Regions from separate parts of the Mus musculus genome. Here region 2 is linked to region 1. A link is a contact called in public HiChIP or PLAC-seq data. All regions are on one chromosome and are shown on one strand. Each heading gives the region's core, a stretch centred on a gene start, on an enhancer-like site or on the middle of the called end of the contact. The rest is flanking DNA. Distances are from core to core; before and after follow the strand shown.

What was found. HiChIP or PLAC-seq counts read pairs in DNA pulled down with a chosen protein or histone mark.
Region 2: a contact with region 1 is called in an H3K27ac HiChIP or PLAC-seq map of embryonic stem cells, with 12 times the contacts expected there. The contact joins two enhancer-like sites. A contact is called at or near these places in 5 of 115 datasets of contacts at active chromatin or transcription factors (all in embryonic stem cells) and 1 of 9 other capture datasets (embryonic stem cells).

What each region holds. Positions count from the first base shown.
Region 1 is chr11:12,808,853-12,813,524 of GRCm38.p6, reverse strand. No RefSeq gene overlaps it. Among named protein-coding and RNA genes, the nearest start is that of Gm22789, 120 kb to the right of the region's middle. Within about 2 kb of position 2,139, at least 54 of the 459 cell types and tissues checked have an H3K27ac peak or open chromatin away from gene starts, as enhancers often do. A contact at or near this core is called in embryonic stem cells, where this site is marked.
Region 2 is chr11:13,415,511-13,420,182 of GRCm38.p6, reverse strand. No RefSeq gene overlaps it. Among named protein-coding and RNA genes, the nearest start is that of Gm30770, 540 kb to the left of the region's middle. Within about 2 kb of position 2,167, at least 9 of the 459 cell types and tissues checked have an H3K27ac peak or open chromatin away from gene starts, as enhancers often do. A contact at or near this core is called in embryonic stem cells, where this site is marked.

The sequences.
Region 1 (4,672 bases), core at 890-3,389:
TCTGCAGAACTCCCTGGGACTAAACCACTAATCAAAGAAAACACATGGTGGGACTGGTGTCTCTAGCTGCATAGGTAGCAGAGTATGGCCTAGTTGGCTATCAATGAGAACAAAGCTTTCTTTCTATACCCAACTGAAATACTTTTTAAATTATCAATACATAATGCGTTTTTAAAATAGCTCCACACATCCCACACTGAGGAAGATAAAACAGGCCTGTGAATCTCCACTGGCAAGCTTAGAAATCCCCAACATTGCCTCTGGTCCCCAGAACTTTCCTCTGATTTCCATGGGTATTCTGTACTCCAAACACAAGAGCGGATGAAGAAAAGTGGAAGAAGCAGAACTCAAGATCACTATACCACAGGCTACTGTCCTGCCTCTACAAGACGGCATCAAATTCTACCGCCCTGTCATCATGCCTCTAAGAAGAAGGCAAAGCCCATTTCCTATTCCATGCAGTGTTTGCATAATACCAATTGCCCATGACCCATCACATGTGTCCAGTTCTTTGTCCTAGTTCTCATACAGCACAATAAATATATCACCCCATTATTACCAACTTAAAGCCTATTTCATTGTCATCATCCATTTGGGACTTAATGGTGTTTACTTAAGCTTTCACAGAGTTCTTTGTGACATGAAGCTGGACTCAGCCTAGCAACTGTAGCTAACAGACTCAGAGCCTAACTGTGCCAATGCAAAAATCAGTGGCTTACAATATCTCTGGACATCAGAGAGGTGTGCACTCTGAAACATCCAAAGGGTCTAAGAAAAGAAAATAAATGGTTAGCTACCAAGATAGACAAAGAAAATAACAAGCAACATTCTGCGAGTCTCATGCTTCTTAGCAGCCTTTAGTGAGACGGAGGGAAAGAGATGGTGATGTGGCCATTTGTCAGCTCATGCTGTGGGAGTTGATGTCAGGACAGATGCATTAGCACTTGGTAATAGCCTCCCACAAGGACTTAGTATGACTCAAAGATGCCTAAGCAGGGCTGCTGGGTATAACCAATATGCTCAACCTAGCCAATTCAATGATCACAAAAACCACAAAAGCCTTTCAGCCACTGTGAGATGGCCACTCCCCGGTTGTCCTCAGCAAACATAGGTATGCATGAGGTTCCTAGAATATTTACTTTTACTTAAGAAGGAATTTAAATTGGTTTCTTCTTGTCCAACTGTTGTTTCTTTTTTGCTTTCTGGTAACCTTTCTAAAGGCAAAATGGAAGGACACCTTCCCTAGTAGTGGCCACACCCTAACAGTGTGTATGCAAATGTTAGAAAAGTGTTGCCTGAGTCATCTGCATGCCTGGACCCCCCACTAGGTCAGTAGGATCTTTCTAGTAAACCACACATCATGAGCTTTTTCAGGTTACTCATGTTACAATTCAGTTATTTTTTTGTTCTTTTCCTTGTCCTGCCCAATTTCAAGAAAAATACTATGCCTTTAAAGTCAAGGTAAGTTTAGCTCTCACTAGGTCAAGATGATGTTTGATTTTCAAAGTTCTTATGGGAAAGTTATTGCCCAGAAAAGAAGTACTTCCAGGAGCAGAGTTTGTGTACACAGTGTGGCTAGATCTTGATGTGAACTGTCAATTGCTTGGAACACCTACCCAAACTCCACCCCCATCCCAGAACAAAGAGACACTCCCCAAGAGAGGAGGAGGCTGACATGGTGGCTGGACTGTCTCCTCCCAGTCTGGTTCCTTTGTTGGGATCCTTGATGTAATTGTTAAAGTTGGATCTACTGTGGCCACTACTGACTCAGCTAGAACAGAGCTAGGCAGCTCAGAGTGAGCTCGGGTTCACTAACTCCACCCTGGCTTTTGTTTCAGCTCCTTGATGAAGCACAGACTGGGAAAGTAACAGCACTTTCCCAACCCACGCGCTTCTCTCTCATTCCACATCAGATTCCACTTCACAATTCTCTTCTCTGCCAGGCTGTGCCTGCTTTCTCCCACACCCAGAACTCCTGTAGTGTCTGGCAGAGCTCTAATACTGAGAGATAAGAATCAGCCCTGACTCTGGGAAGGTGGGAAAACCATAAAGATTTCAGGGAGGGAAAATCTATTGGATCCCTTTTTGAGTTAAAGCAGGAGTTACCAGCAGGGAGCAAAACAAGACCGTACTGCCACCTACAGGCCAAACTCCCTAAAGACAGGCACCCAGGTGACCAAGAAAGCCTTGTTGCTTTCATGTCTGCGTCTTCTGTGAGAATCATCAACCCAGGAGTATAGTGTCCTGGAGAGTGGCCAGGAATGAACTCCTGCTCTTAAGATTCTGAACTACCATGAAAAGTGAAAAACGTGTGTGCAAAATACAAGTCACTGCGTAGGACAGGGAAGGGGGAAGCCTGAGGGAGAAGACGAGGAACCTCGAGCCTGTCTGGAAAGGGTCCTCACATGCATGTTATGTAAGTGCTTAAAAATGATTAAGGGCTAGGGAACCATACTCGATAGCCTGACTTACTGCAAGTAAACAAAGACAATTAAAATTATCTATGGCTTTATATTCTTCTGCAGTGCTTGAAAGTGCGGCAATTGAGCCTTCTATAAAGTATAGGCACAGAATACTTTATATGATGGATGAAGCCACTTAGCTGCCTTAAACCCAGAGAAGCTCACCATACATCAGCGCAGCTACCCCCAGCCCCCGTGCATAACAAGGGTTTGTGGTTTCCCTAGTCCTCCAGAAGTAAAAGGGGCAGTTTAACAGTACTTCCCTAGACCCTACTACAGTGCTCTATTCCCTCTTCAGCCCCTGTCCCACACAGTGCAGCCAGTTTTCTGTGGTCCAGTCAAATCAACAACATTGGTTTTGTCTATGAGTCAGCATTCTGAGATTTACTGAAGTGACAGCGAATCCCTGATACATTTGATGATCTTGGAATGGCTGAAGGGTGAGATGGACCTTCTCCTCAATCATATCCCAGTGGTTATTATGGTTATTTCTAATTAAGTCAGCCAAAGCTGTTGCTAGGAACATCTATCTATGATCTCTCCTGTGGCCTGAGGCTCTTCAAATAAATCACAATGGGGTTGTCAGCTTGACAGACTGAATATCCAAAGAGGGCCAGACATACAGAAAAAAACATACAAAAGAAGAAGATACCACATGTGCATGGCCACGTGTGCAAACACACATGCAGAGTGGAGGAGAAGAGACTGACACAAAATGGAGACAGAGACGGAGAGAACAAGAATACAAACCAGGTGAAACCTAGGCCCTCCCTCGACCCAATTTTGGAGGACACTTCTGGGTCTCAAGCCCACTCAGGCGCATCAGGTCTTTGTCTTAAGAAGCAAAAGGAAAGTTTTTGGAAGAACATATGACCCCAAAGTGTTTCCTTAGCCACTTTAGAAAAGCAGCATTTGTATACTGTGCCATCTGAGTGATCAATTTCAATTACAACTGCTAAGTGGATTTTGGTAGTATCCAGTGGAAAGAATGTAGAAATGTAGTTTTCTCAGCTAGAGAGAACAAATGAAAAATAATAACTATTCTGTAAAGAAAAAAATCCATGGTTCTATTTCAGTGATTTTTCAGAAACAATCCACTCTCGGTGTCTATTAGCTGATTCTATACTGTGCTTAATTCATGCTGAATCTTACATTCAACTTCCTTTTCTGAGGTATTCCAAATCTATGTCACTTCCTCCAATCACTACTATCCTATGAAAATAGATGCAATGAGCACTCTTAAAAGATTTCTGGGGAAAATATCTAGCTTCCAGATTATGTGCAAATCAGGCTCAATAAAATCTGCTGACTATTCCAGATCCACTATTTTAAAACAGTGCTCAAATTTTACAAGCCAATTCTTGTCATGATTGCCCCTCAATTATACACACAACCTCAGAGAGACAGTAGAGATATTACTTTGTTTCCTTGCAACCCAAGCTACACTTTAAGGATCAATTCCTCCCAGTCCTAGGCCTTCCCTACCTGCTACTTTTCAACACCAGTTAAGTACCAAGTTACTACAAAGTTAAAATGTTCTCAATTTCCTTTTGCATTTGTGTCACATGGTACAAAATTAAAAATAGTCATGAAAAGAAGCAGTGGACTTTAAATTCCACATCTGTCCTTCAGCCCCAACCACTCACAAACGTCATTAGTAATGTGCAAATGAAGAAACTCAGCTCCCTTACCTACCCTCTGGTCCCATTGTCATTATTTTAACAGCAAATCTTTCATACCTTTTTTTTTTTTTTTTTTGCAAGTGTTTGAACAGTTTCTGTATTTCCTTTAATGGCTGCTTGGTATATCACTGTATGGATAAGGTCAGCCTCATACATTCTGGGCATCTTGTTTGTCGATCCCTAGATCTACAGCCACAACTTTTCCATGTACATTTCCATCTTATCAGTATGACTTCAGTAAGGGCAGAGGCAAGAGGCAGGTCTCAAAAGATGTGCTGCTTTGCCCTCGCTGTATAGTGGGTCCATGCTCCTGTAGCTGCCCTGTACACAAGGAATCAATGTCATGGATGCAGATGGAAACTCAACTCTAATTTTCAGGGTTGTGAAAACCTGTCAGAGATTCCTGGCTCTCTTCAAGAAGAGCTTTTCGTCATTTTAAGTGGCTGAGGAGCTATCGATTTTTTGGTGATCCATTTGTAGAGAAGCTCTGTTACAGGTACTAATTCAGGCTTCACAGGCATGTGTTTT
Region 2 (4,672 bases), core at 918-3,417, 610 kb before region 1:
GTTTCCTCCAAATTGATATGTTCCCTCCTGAAAGGGAGGAGGGAAGTTTACATGAAACACGAATTACATGAAATTCAGAGGGTTCAAGAGGCTCCTTGAAAATTAAAGCTTCACAAAGACCCTTGCCACAGTTACAAAAGCAGTTAAGTATACAATTGCCAGAGAGAAAGGCATCTTGCACTGGCTGATCTCCCTGCAAGCTGTGGGAGTATCTATTGAGCAGAGGATCTTTGATGAGGCAGGATCCATGCTGGGATGGACTTCCTGGTGAAGCAGTGCTGCCTCTGCGTCTTCCATGCACCTGTAACTGAAGCCTTACTATGTTTCTCTAAGTAACTCCAATAAAAACTCACTAGTTAATCATACCTGATATTGCTGTAAGAGTTTGTTTGTTTTTGATCTGTCTTTGATGCTCTTTCTGGGGCTAGTAGGCTCTTGCTCATATCTCCCCAGAAAGTGTCACATAATACTAAACAACTTGGGAAAATTAAATGAAAAGTAAATGAACATGTGCTATGTCTAGACCACTGTAATCTGTGATCATTTTAATTTTTTTTCCTATGGGTCGAACTCACCTAATTTAGGAAAGAATCCATAAATACCAAGAAGGAAGCTCTTCAATAACTAAGCACAGAAAAACACCCACAAGATGAAAAATACCAATGAAATTCCCACTTATGAGTGCTTAATGGCCCCAGAAATATTTAACTTCATTATCTTCTATTCCAGAACCAGGAACTATGAGCGATACCATCTTCCTATCTGTTTCACCAGTAAGAAATGTGAGCACACAAGTTAGCTGAGTTAAAACTTGTTATATATAATTAACTCCAAGCACAATTTTAAAATCACATACTCACTTATTCCACGAATAGCCAAGGAAGGCCGGGTTTCACTGAATTTTCAATCCAAAGAGAGTCTAAGTCTAGTTAATGCTCAAGCATCTAGGTCATTTAGAGGAAAGAATTTACAGAGGTTAAGGAGCCTGCATAATGCCCATTGAGTGTAGACATGTAAGTCTTAAAGCAAATCCATAAAGCAGGTGTGTCAACCCAAGGAAGAGTCAGTTCTTACCTTGCTAGCATGTTAGTTGCAAGCTTTGCCTGCAGTGTTCATAGCTCTGTAACCATAGTCCTTTGTGGATAGTAAGCTGATTTTCTCTTCTATAATTCCTGTCAAGAAATGCTCAGGGACCACCTGACCTAGTCCTCCTTCTTAAAGCTGGAAGAAGAGAACAGAGTACATCATAACTGCCTGAAACAAAGACAGAGCACCTGTGGTCAGTCTTTTCCTGAGAGACTTTTCCTCCTCTGTGATTTAACTTTCTTGGTACCCAGGCACTGACGCTACATCAGATAGGGGCCAGGTTCAGTGTTCCACACAACTGAGAAAGTGGCTGTCCTAAAAAGAACCTTTTTCTATTTCTGTAGTATCTGAGGTTAGACCCCAGGGCCTTGTGCATTCCAGGCAGGTATGCTATCACTTTGCTACATTTTCAGTGCCCAAAGCTTTTCTAAATCATTTTTTAAAAGATTTACATATATTAGTGATTCTGTGTGAGGGCAAGTGGCCAAGGTTCCCAGAGGAGGGCAGCAGACCCACTGATCTTGGGTTCTATGAGTTATGAGCTGTGCTGAGTGGTTGCTGTGAACAGAATGTAGACACTGTGGAAGAGTAGACCAATTGTTCATCTCTAAGGCAGTGGTTCTCAGCATTCCTAATGCTCTGATCCTTTAATACAGTTCGTCATGTTGTAGTAATCCCAAACCATAAAATTATTTTGTTGCTACTTCCATAACTGCAATTTTGCTCCTCTCATAAATCAGTTGCTACCCACAGGTTGAAAAGCACTACCATAAGCCATCTCTTAAGCTACTTCATAAGATAATTTTTAAAAAAATATACTTCTACTTTAAAAGCAAAGTTCCTTAATTTTGCTAAAAGGTTTGTATTTTAGTTTTTCATTTAGTTTGTGACTGTTGTTTGTTCCTGCCTTTCCCACCCACAAGTGGGGCTGTCTGATGTAACCTCCCCCCACAGCCTGAAGCAGGCTGAGCCAGACCTTGACTTTGTTGTCACTAAGGAGATTACCTAGGGTGGAGCCTGCCTCCCAGGATCACTTTATTGTTCTGCCATTGCCGCTGCTGCTACCTGCTGGGAGTTGGCCTAGCTGTTCCAGAGCCTACATGTGGTCACCTGCAGCTGGGCTCCAAGGATGACTTGGCTAGAATGGGCTCTCCCCTCTCCTTTATAAAGTGTGTCCGACATTAAAAATTGAATCTTGAGCAGACTAGTTGTCTTGGTTCCATTATTTCTCAAACCGCCTAGATCCCCTCTTTTCTTCCAGTTCCAAGATGCCTTCCAGGCTCGAACCTGGACATGAGAGCAGCAGGCCGGCCCCAACAGTCTGAATCTATCCTTTCCTGAGAACATGAAATTAAAAATAGGATGACTCCTGATATGAGAGCAAGAGAGCTAGATGTGGAGCTAGAGAGGGGAGGAAAGACAGAAGAGTGTCTTGGGGTGGGGGTGGATTGCCTGTGCTGATCTTAACACTGGCTTGAGGCACTGAGCATGTAGCACTCATTTGCTTTTATCAACAGAACAAGCCTCCACTGATCATAGAGACCCAAGGATCTCCTTAGATTTGTCCATCTAAGTGGACATGATGGAATCTACACTTTTAGTTAGGAAGGGAAGCATGGAAGTTTCAATGGTCTCATCCTTCACTATACTTCCTCTGCTTTGGGGAAGGTATATAATATGATATTTTTATTTTTTGCCTTTTAAAATTATGATTATCTGTTCAATTTTATCAAATAATTTTTCCACATCCATTGAGCTTACCAAATTTTTTCTTGTTGATTTGACTAGTACATATTTTAAAGCATCTATGTGCTAAAACATTTCACTCACCTTAAATTTTTAGACAAATAGAGCAGAGTAATGAGTTGTAAGTTTTTTGTACATTTTCTCAGCTTGTTCATGTTTTCTTAATGGAATGTTGGTCCCCTGACTTTTGGCAAAAATCATCTCATTTGAACATTCTTTGAAACCCACTCAATGGCCTGAATAAAAAACTGAATGTGTCAAATGCACAGAACAAGATATAAGATGCCTGATTCCTGAGAGTGCCAACCCGACCCACCAAATAATAGGCATGAGTAAATGGAAGTGAGAGTGTGGATTACTTAATCAAATCCTTTCTGATCATTCTTTCTAATAATCTCCATAGATAGAAATGGAGAGTCATTCCTGTATCATTTTCTGCTATAGAAAATGTAAGCTTTATAGTTCATGAACATAAAGGATGACTTTCATTATATTCTCATGATCTGTCAAGATCTGCCTTCCAATTCAGCACAGAAACTTTGGTTCTATTAGTCTGCACATATCCAAGAGCCAGAGTCATAGACTTGAGTTTTTCACTTTCAAGTGTCTCTCCAAAGTATATCAGTTGATGAAGTAAAATACCACATTCAGTGACTTGCAAATACCAAGCAGAATGTTACAGAGAAATCAACTGAAATGCAGGCATTACTGACAGGCTCTCTGAGGCTGGAAATAGAAAGTTAATAAAAGCACAGCGGAGGGTGGTCTGCTGTGCTCTTTGTTTTATTGTTTCCAATTGGAGCATAGTTTGTGCAGTTTCAGTAAAGTATCATGCAGCTTCCATTATAAATTCCAATTCACATGAATTTACACCACACCTCTGAGAGTTCAAGATGGGCTCCAATTTCCACAGCAGCGTTAGCCTGGGAGCAGGGTTTAAAATGCTGCCTTTTTCTTATAGATTTCAAAAGAGAGGAAATATACAATAGTAGTTTCTTTGACTAAATGTCTTTTTTTTTTCTGAAAAAAAATACATGCCTGTATCTGAAAATATATGCCAGTATATTTAGTGCTGGATCATAAGTCATGGCTGAGTATGTGTCCTCCAGGACCCTGGACTATGATGTCACAATAATGGCTCAAAGAATAAGAAACATGCCTCAAAAATCTATCAAGAGAAAGAGTATGCATTCAATCCATCAGACTACCCGCATGTAAAAAGTAAGATAAGGTGGCATAATTATAGATAGTACACTGAAGTTTCTTTATTCTTTTTCAATGTTTTTAGTTAATATATAAAACAGCAGTTTCATTATAACGTTTCCATACACATTTGTAATTGTACTTTGCTCATATATGGCCCCTCATTACTTTACCTTGTCCATTCTACTCTCTTCAAAATTTCCCTTCCATATTTATACTGTATATCATACAAATATATACATATGTATATATTTGTATGTATACATTCAAGCTATACTGCAGGAAAATATACATATGTCTTCCTTTTTTCTCTGTTATTGTTTGATCCTTACATCTTCTCTATCAAAGTCCCCCTCTCTTTTTATATCACATGCAAAATGTACTTATTTTTATTTCTTAGGCTGGATTATGTCACTGTGACAATCTCTACTTTCATGTTTTGGTGTAAGTGCCTTACTTTCAGGCTTCATGGCTGAAGGAAATGCTAGGGTATACAGCACATTTTCTCTATCATCCTGTTCATAGACATCAAGGCTGGCTCCATATCTTGGCTATTATGAATACCAACACAATAAGCACAAATGTGCAAGAGTCTCCTTCGTGGATTGCCTTAAATTCCCTTTGATAAATATACAAG